Linked DNA regions of Sus scrofa: region 2 is linked to region 1. A link is a contact called in public HiChIP or PLAC-seq data. All regions are on one chromosome and are shown on one strand. Each heading gives the region's core, a stretch centred on a gene start, on an enhancer-like site or on the middle of the called end of the contact. The rest is flanking DNA. Distances are from core to core; before and after follow the strand shown.

Region 1 (4,527 bases), core at 1,083-3,582:
TATCATATCTTACTGATCTATGTATCTGTCAATGGACACAGTTTCTTTCCATGTCTTGACTATTATAAATAATGCTGCTGTGTTCAGGAGGATGAATATGTCTTTTTGAGTTACTGTTTTTGTTTTCTTTGGATAAATATCCAGAAGAGGAATTGCTGGGTCATATGGTAGCAATATGGTAGCCCTATTTTTATTTTTTTTAGGAACTTCCATACTATTTTTCACAGTGGCTGCACCAATTTACATTCCCACCAAGAGTGTATGAGGGTTCCCTTTTCTCCATATCTTCATCGACACTTGTTATTTCTTGTCTTTTTGATAATAGTGTGAGGTGATGTCTCCTTGTGGTTTTGATTCGCATTTCCCTGATGCTAGCAATGTTGGGCATCTTTCCATAAGCAGGTCATAAAAGTACATTCCTATGTATGGAATCACCTCCCTCCCCAAGCCCACCCCAATGCTGGATGTGATCAGTCTTTTTAATTCTTAATGAATTAATAAATACCCCATTTTGTTTTCATTCCTTTTATGATAATTAAGCAGGTTTTAAAATATTTATTGGCAGTTTATAACTCTGCTCTGTGATTTATCTCTCTGTTGGTATCTTTTGTTTACTTTTCTCTTGAGCTGAGTTATCTTGTCTTTCAAAACCCCTCTATGATATATTCTTCAAATATATTCAAATATATTTAAAGAGATTGTCTTCAAAATATACATACAGTCTGCATGTATCCTCAGGATAAGTATCCATCCTGCTTGGGGATAAATGACTCTAACGACCCACACCACTTGTTCTTCACCTTTGGAAGGACGCTCAGCTGTCCTACCACTTGTTGGGAGTTTGCAGGATGTCAGTATCCAGGCCCAAGGGTGGGTCCAAGGGACCCTGCGCTGTCTTCCTCCCTAGAGGCTCAGCCAGGGTCTTGTGATCTGTGCCATCTCCTCTTTTCCTTCCCTCGGTAAATGTCCTATCGCTGTATCCTTCTACTGAAATTGCTCTGGATCCATCATCCTTAGATGAGTGATGAGCAGTACAGAAAAGAAAATTCCTAGTAGCATTGGAAATAACATTTATTTTTGGTTTTTCCCAGCAGCGAACTTCATGTTCTGTAAACCACAAGGGTATGTGCCTGAGTTCCCGTTGTGGTGCAGTGGCTCAAGTTGCTGCTGAGGCTTGAATTCAATCCCTGGCCCCTTGCAGTGGCTTAAAGGATCCAGTGTTGGAGTTCCCATCGCGGCTCAGCGGTTAACGAATCTGACTAGTATCTATGAAGGATGAGGGTTCGATCCCTGGCCTTGCTCAGTGGGTTAAGGATCCAGCATTCCTGTGAGCTGTGGTGTAGATTGCAGACGCGGCTCAGATCCCATGTTGCTATGGCTCTGGCATAGACCGGAGGCTGCAGCTCCGATTGGACCCCTAGCCTGGGAACCTCCATATGCCACGGGTGTGGCCCTAAAAAGACAAAAAAAAAAAAAAAAAAAAAAAAAAAAAAAAGGGATCCAGTGTTGCTGCAGCTGTGGTGTAGGTCACAGCTGTGGCTCAGATTCAGTCCCTGACACAGGTACTTCTATATGCTGCAGAGGCGGCCATAAAAAAGTGGAGGATATGTACCCTTGAGGAGAAAAATTTATTATTTGATATGAATCCTGGGGAGATTCCGGGGGGTATCCAGGGAGCCAATAAGGCTGATGTAGGATAATAATTGTATGTTGAATTTGGGAATGCGTGAAATATGTTCCCTTTGACCTAAAAGTATTCACCGTTCCTCAACAGTTCCACTCGCTGGCTCCCATGTACTATCGAGGCTCTGCGGCGGCTGTCATAGTGTACGACATCACCAAACAGGTAAGGGTTTAGAGGCCGTGGGAGGGGGTCCTCTGTCTCACTGCCTGAGTCCTTCCCGCAGGGGCGTAACGAGCACCATGTGTCTCTCCAGTTTGTCTCATCTCTATGTAGCAAAGCATTTCACATTTCTCTGCTCAATTAAATAAACAATAACGATCATTCGTTTTTCAAATTGCCTGACTGTAGAGGCAAGCTCATGCCTGCTCATTCTGTTCTCCAGAATGTCCGCTTTTTGGAAAAGGGAAGTTATTTTTAAGTTTTGGCATGTGTTGTAATTATAGCTACTTATTTTCTGTTTGTGTTTCAATCATATAACTTCTGACTGTCAGGATGATGTTGATGTATGTGTAGCATGTGTGTGCATATGAGAGGAAGGTAGGGTAGTTACTGCTTTAAGCATCCAGGATACCCATGGACAAATAATGCCAGCAGTCTGCCAGCCCTTCCCCCGCTCCTGGGGTGCTGACTCAGTGTTCACTGCTTTAATGACTCACTGCCGTGACCACCCATGAGCTCCTGACCACTGTCTCCTCAATGGAGTGGCCACCTTGACTGTGTCCTGGAGGTCAATTGTGAGTGAGGACCGGATAGGAAAACAGGACTCTAGTGTGTGTGTGTGTGTGTGTAAATATACATATTTTTCTTTTTCTTTTAGATCAAGCACAAGCATTATTTTAGTCCTGTGACTTAGTCCTTATTCATGTTGAGTCAAGGCTATAATTTAAAGTTAAATGTTATTTATAGAAGAAAATGACTAATATGATTATCTTAACTTCATCGAGTTTCCCTTTTAGAAAATGAACCTTGTACAGGCTATGTAAGTATAAATTAGCTAGTATTAAGTTTCGTGCCAAGATTGGGATAGTATGTTAATCTTTGTGTGCCTCCTGAAAATATGCTTCCTTATTAAATTATGTTGTGTTTGTTACTTCTCTGTAGTTAAAATATGTGGCTGAGTCTTTCCCAAGATTGATATACACTTTTGGTTTAGGATTCATTTCACACCTTGAAGAAATGGGTGAAAGAGCTGAAAGAACACGGCCCAGAAAACATTGTAATGGCTATTGCTGGAAACAAGTGTGACCTCTCAGATATTAGGTAAGATGCATTTAAATGTTTGTGTGGTGAATGTCCCCCACCCCTGAATGTTTATGAGGTTAAATGAGTCTGATCTCAGAGTCAGAAGGTAATCAATGGCATTCACTTCCACTGGTCAAGGTGGTATTTGTTCAACCAGAGTAGAATTAAGGGAAAATAATAAGGAGGAATTCCTGTTGTGGTTAAGAACCCAGCATAGTGTCCGTGAGGATTCTGGTTAGATCCCCAGCCTCACTCAGTGGGTTAAGGAACTGGCGTTGCCACAAGCTGAGGTGTAGGTCACAGATACGACTTGGATCTGATGTTGCTGTGGCTGTGGTGTAGGCTGGCAGCTGCAGCTCTGATTCCACCCCTAGCCTGGGAATGTCCATATGCTGCAGGTGCAGCCCTTAAAACAAAACAAAGGGAAAATAGGGAAATGCAGAACTGGGGAAGCACCCAGTAGTGAATATTGAAGTCAGATCTTCTATATAGAGCACAGGTCCATCCTGACTCTAGATATCTTTGGGCTAAATGGTATTATTATTTGTATTGTTACCTTTTCTGTTATATTTTGTCATTATTACTACTGGTGCCACTTTAGTAACATTTTTGTATGGGAAGGAGTGTTAGAATTCTATACATTTTCCATAGCATCCCTGTTTGCTTTAGTTCTGATTGTAACTTAAGGAGGCAGCCACGTCTATAAACTCTGTCTTGTTCTGAGATCTGAACCTGATGCACACTATAAGGGAGCACCTCAGCTTTCCCCAGAGACACTGAATGTTGAACTTCTGCCTGCAGAGAGGTTTGCAGGGCTTGGTCCTTGTAGACTAGAGTTTTGATGATAGCTTTGCCTAGCCTGATAAGCTATTTCTACTAGGTAAAACTGAAATAAAAAAGGAAACATTGAATTTGCCTTGTCTGCATCCCCTGGTTCGTTTAGTTGTCAGCAATTTAAGAAGTTGCTTTTCAGGTTTTAATTATCCCAGCATGATTAAACCAAAGTTTAATGAACAATGAAAACAGATCTTGCAAAAGCTCTGAGGATGGCCTTGGACAAACCACTCTGTTTCCTTGGAGTTTCAAAAGCTTTATATCACATTGCATCAGGTTGGTTTGTAATACCAGCCATAACCACCACTTAATTGTTTGTTTTTCTGGGGGCTGGACAAATCTTTCACTTTCCCAGACTTAGTTCAGATCTTTACCTTCTTTATTGTAATCCTGAAACAGCCTGCTCGTCTAGAATGCCCAGCAGAATTAACTTTTGTCATGGGGGGTGGGTGCATGGAGACCGGTTATGCTGAGAAAGACTGCTGGCATCTGCCACCATCCAATCTCTGTGAAAGTGCTACTTTGAGTCGACTAAGCCTTGCATGGGAACTGAGGAACTGAGAGATGAGAATATAAGCAGAAAATGGGGATAGTTCCCGTGGTGGCTCAGCGGAAATGAATCTGACTGGTATCCATGAGGACACAGGTTCAATCCCTGGCCTCGCTCAGTGGGTTAAGAATCTGGCATTGCTGTGGCTGTGGTGTAGCCCCTAGCCTGAGAACCTCCATATGCCATGGATGCAGCCCTTAAAAAAAAAAAGAAAAAG
Region 2 (4,527 bases), core at 1,380-3,879, 910 kb before region 1:
GGATCCCGTGTGGCCATGAGCTGTGGTGTATGGTCGCAGACGTGGCCCTCAAAAGACAAAAAGAAGACGATTCGACTGGACCAGTCGTATCTCTAGCCATTGATGGCAGGATTGCAGCCCTGTGAGCTGTATCCTTCCTGATTGAAATATTGAATATGTTACGGACATTTTTAGGAAAAGTACTGAAATCTTTTTGGTAAGACTTCATAGGTTGGTGAGCGTAAAGGAAGTTTTGTCACCCAGCAAGACATACACTTAGCGGTCCACTTCCCATCATGTGACTGAGTAAATGGTTACTGTGATAACGCTCCAGGAGGGCGGGGGAGGGGGAGGTCTGGGCACATTACGATGCCCATCCTTTAGGGATGTACCATCAATGACAGGAATTGCAGGAGAAAGGAGGTGCTCTGTTTCCAGGGTGATGCTTGTGCGCTGGGCACCCCGAATTCCACTGCTGGGCCCTCCAGGCACACCCAGAGCAGAACATCCGCCCTTCCTTCCTACATTTTAAGTGTGTGTGTTTGTTTAATCCCCAGTCCTGAATTTCCTCTTGTTTCCAAAGAGTCAGCATCTCTCTTTCACATCCAGCATTCAGTGGAAGAGGGGAGCAGGCTTACCAAGTCATTGTCGTGGACCAGCGAGTTTCTAGGCTCCAGGGAGCTGGGGGGTGACTGTCCTCAGAGGGCACCTGCTCCCGTCATGCAGGAAGCTAACAGAGCGATGGGCAGGGCGGGAGGGGAGCAGAACTGGGATGAGGAGAGGGTCAGGCGGTGGGGCCACTGGAAGGTTCAGGTGGAAGCCACCTAGGACTGGAAAGGTTCTAGGCAGACCCGCAGGTTCTCTAAGAGGAGAGGGCAGCCAGAAAGGCACTTCTTTGCCAGGTGCCTGGAGCATAGATTTAGGTCTGAATGACTCAGCTCTTCAGGGCCAGGGACAGTCCCCACCCCCTGCTGGAGTGGTAGGCTGGTTGCTTCCCCCACTGGTCAGGACAGGATAGGAAACGAGGTTCTCAACCAAAGTTGCCACCTTTTTTGTCCCTTACCTGTTTATAAGCACTGGTCCTGGGCGGCCCTGCCCAGACAGGAGTCTGTGCTGGCTTCTCCCAAAACCAATCTCCTATTTGAGGCTTACCTTTTGTTAAGGACCATTATAATTTCTTTAACAAGAAAATATTAAAAATAAAAAACATTGAGATATTTTTGCCTTGATGTTTAAGTTTTTTAAAATGTTTAGTTGTATACTTTGATACAAGAATTTGTTTCTAAGCCATAATTAGGATACGTTTACAACCATTACCAGCTACTTAGTGGCTATTAGGTAAGGTAAAGATTTCATTTATGAGAGAAGACTATTTTAAGGAGCTGCTTTCTTTTGTGGAATTTCAGATTTAGCCACTGGATATTTCTCTGTGTTAGTGATGACATTAATCTCCCTAAAACTGGATAGTCTTCATTTTAGCTAAACAGATTCTTAATCCTGTTCACTGTTGGTTCATCTTTGCTTTGCTTGGTTCTGTTGGAATTAGTAGTATCTGTACAATCACATTGTGGTAGCACTACCACTTACCTCTGATGTTGACTATTAATGCCCTTTCCTTTTATGTTTATAAATTAGACTTCGTGGTTTGCAAAATAACCCTAGTGCAGGACTGCTAAAGTTGGGAAGTTCAAATTGGTTGGGAAAGAGTGCCTCACAATTTCAGGCTCAGAACAGCACTTAGCAGCGAAAATCGCCAAATCACCTAATCAAAACAAAAATTATTCTGGCAGTTTCAAGGGATTCTTTTTTTTTTTCTTCTTCTTCTTCTTTTTCCTTTATAGGGATGCACTCGCAGCATATGGAAGTTCCCAGGCTAGGGGCTGAATCGGAGCTATAGCTGCTGGCATATGCCACAGCCACAGCAATGTGGGATCCGAGCTGCGTCTGTGACCTGCAGCACAGCTCATGGCAATGTCGGATCCCCGACCCACTGAGCGAGCCAGGGATGAAACCTGCATCTTCATGGATACTAGTTGGATTCGTTACCACTGCGCCACAACAGAAACCCCTCAAGGGATTTTTTAGTTGACCTGAAGCAGAGTTCACAAAATAAGTGTCATCCACCAATTCTTTTTTTTTTTTTTTTTTTTTGGCCACGTCTACAGCATGCAGAAGTTCTTGGGCCAGGGATCAAACCTCTGCCACAGCAGTGACAACACTGAGTCCTTAACTGCTAGACCTTAACTGCTAGGCCATCTGACAATTCTTTTCAATAAAATGTAGCAGCCACTGTGATAGGTTTTATAAAAGTTGCAGCTCCCTTAAATAAAACCAAATTCTCAAAAAAAAAACCCAAATTCAGAGGAACTGGAAACAAAGTATAAAACACAATAGTAGTCGTGACACAGTATGAATTTGATTTGTAAATGGGCCCTGACTGTTTGCTGATTTCTGGAAGGAGGGGTTTTGTCCTTGAGCTGTGCCTTTTTAAAATTGGAGCAGAGCCCATGCGTCCAGGCTGGTTTCCGGGCCTTGTGGAATAAATACCGCGTTAGGCAGGCTCTTCCTTGTGGTTGAGTCATGAAGGCTTCTGTTTGGGGATGTTGGTCGTGTACAGACATGCTTCCTGTTTCAGGGCTGCTGGAGAGCGTCATCGAGTGGGAAAAGCACAGCTGTTGCAGAACTGAAAGTGAAATTGCCTTAACCAGCGTTGGCCCTGACCTTTGAAATCACGGCTGGGTGGGAGATTAAGAACTGAAGTGCAGTAGCCTCTTCTCCAGCTGTGACACATTCCTGCCACTTCTTTTTCTTGTCCAACCTGGGGTGGCTGCCCCCGCTCCCACCAGGGTTGTAAACATGGCCTTTGGTTGCATTGGTGTCTGCAGTGGGTTGCTAATTATAAAAGTCACATGTCCTACGCTTCACCTCAAGAGCATCATCTGACTTGGATGAGTTACATCGGCCGGCAGAGGGGGGCCTGGGAGCCGGTCCTTGTGCATCACTGGCCACCGTGGCCTCTCCCTGCCTGCTGGAGGTGGGGCAGCATGGGGAGCCCGGGTCCAAGAAGCAGTCGGGAAGCAGTGCTTGCAGAGACTGTGTCTCCAATTCCCAAACATAGCTGGCATCCCTTTGGTTTATTTTTCTTAGTTGTGAAAATTGTGTCAAAAATACTATTTTGAAACCTCAAGTTTTCTGTAACTGAGAAGTATGTAAGATAACATCTGAAGAGAAATTGGGTATAAAAAATCATCTCAGGGAGTTTCCACTGGCACAGCAGGTTAAGGATGTGGTGTAGGTCACAGCTGTGGCTTGGATTCAGTCTCTGGCCCAGAAACTTCCATATGCCTTAGCCAGGGGGAAAAAAAAAGTCATCTTAAGCTTTAAGGGCTGAATTGGATGTGATACATGATGGTTTGCTTGCTTTTAATTAAAAATTGAAATTAATTTATATGAGTAAATTATTTTAAAATATTTCCTCTTCCACGCTATTGACAACATGATAAAGTCACTTTTTGTGAATGCTAAAATAATTAATACAGTAATTTCTAGATTGAGACTAAGGCTATTTGAAATCAAGATTGAGTTTCCTGTGTTCTATGTAAGAATTTTCCCCAAGATAACGATATGCTTTTAAAGCCTTTCATTTGTTTAGTCATTATTAGTAGTAAATTATTTTTTTTATTTTTTTTTTTGTCTTTTCTAGGGCCGCACCCGCAGCATATGGAGGATCCCAGGCTAGGGGTCTAATCAGAGCTGTAGCCGCTGGCCAACACCACAGCCACAGCAACGCGGGATCCGAGCTGCATCTGCGACCTACACCACAGCTCACGGCAATGCTGGATCCTTAATCCACTGAGCAAGGCCAGGGATCGAACCCGAACCTCATGGTTCCTAGTCAGATTCGTTAACCACTGTGCCACGACAGGAACTCCAAGTAGTAATTTTTAAATGGGTGTGTTTTTTGTGTGTGGTTTTTTTGTTTGTTTGGTTGTTTTTTAATATTTTTTTTTTGGCCACCCCCAAGGCATATGAGTTCCCGGGCCAGGGGTCTGACCGAGCTATAGTTGCATCTTAAGCCACAGCTGTGGCAACACCGGATCCCTAACCCACTGTTGGGGTCAGGGATCAAACTTGGGTCCCAACGCTCACATGATCGGTTGCACCACAGCGGGAACTCCTTAAAATGGTTGTTTATGCTACACCTGTGGTATAATAAAGTCTTACAGGAACAGCACACTCTGCCTGGAGAGTTCAGGGTAAACCCTGGTGTAGGTGACTCCGTGGAAGCGCAGAGCTACTGCGATGTCCCCGATATCGGCGAACTTCTGCTTTCTCCTTTTGCATTTAGTGATAGCAGGGGTTTTTTTTGTTTGTTTTCCTGATCATGGTATAAAAATGTACACAGAGGATTATTTTAGGACAGATTGCATTGTGACTGATTTTGCTTCTTTTTCATCTGTTTTATTTACAGGTGTTGACTTTAAAATCAAAACTGTAGAGCTTAGAGGAAAGAAAATTAGGTTACAGATCTGGTAAGTGGGGGCTCTG

Evidence for each region. HiChIP or PLAC-seq counts read pairs in DNA pulled down with a chosen protein or histone mark.
Region 2: a contact with region 1 is called in an H3K27ac HiChIP or PLAC-seq map of alveolar macrophages. The contact joins two enhancer-like sites. A contact is called at or near these places in 2 of 2 datasets of contacts at active chromatin or transcription factors (alveolar macrophages and skeletal muscle).

The regions. Positions count from the first base shown.
Region 1 is chr6:98,318,821-98,323,347 of Sscrofa11.1, reverse strand. RAB31 (ras-related protein Rab-31) reads left to right here. Exons shown (of 7, transcript XM_021096057.1): 4 at 1,775-1,846; 5 at 2,838-2,944. Among named protein-coding and RNA genes, the nearest start is that of TXNDC2, 45 kb to the right of the region's middle. Within about 2 kb of position 2,332, at least 10 of the 83 cell types and tissues checked have an H3K27ac peak or open chromatin away from gene starts, as enhancers often do. A contact at or near this core is called in alveolar macrophages and skeletal muscle, where this site is marked.
Region 2 is chr6:99,229,218-99,233,744 of Sscrofa11.1, reverse strand. It overlaps RAB12 (ras-related protein Rab-12), which reads left to right. Exons shown (of 6, transcript XM_021096067.1): 2 at 4,451-4,511. Among named protein-coding and RNA genes, the nearest start is that of RAB12, 13 kb to the left of the region's middle. Within about 2 kb of position 2,629, at least 54 of the 83 cell types and tissues checked have an H3K27ac peak or open chromatin away from gene starts, as enhancers often do. A contact at or near this core is called in alveolar macrophages and skeletal muscle, where this site is marked.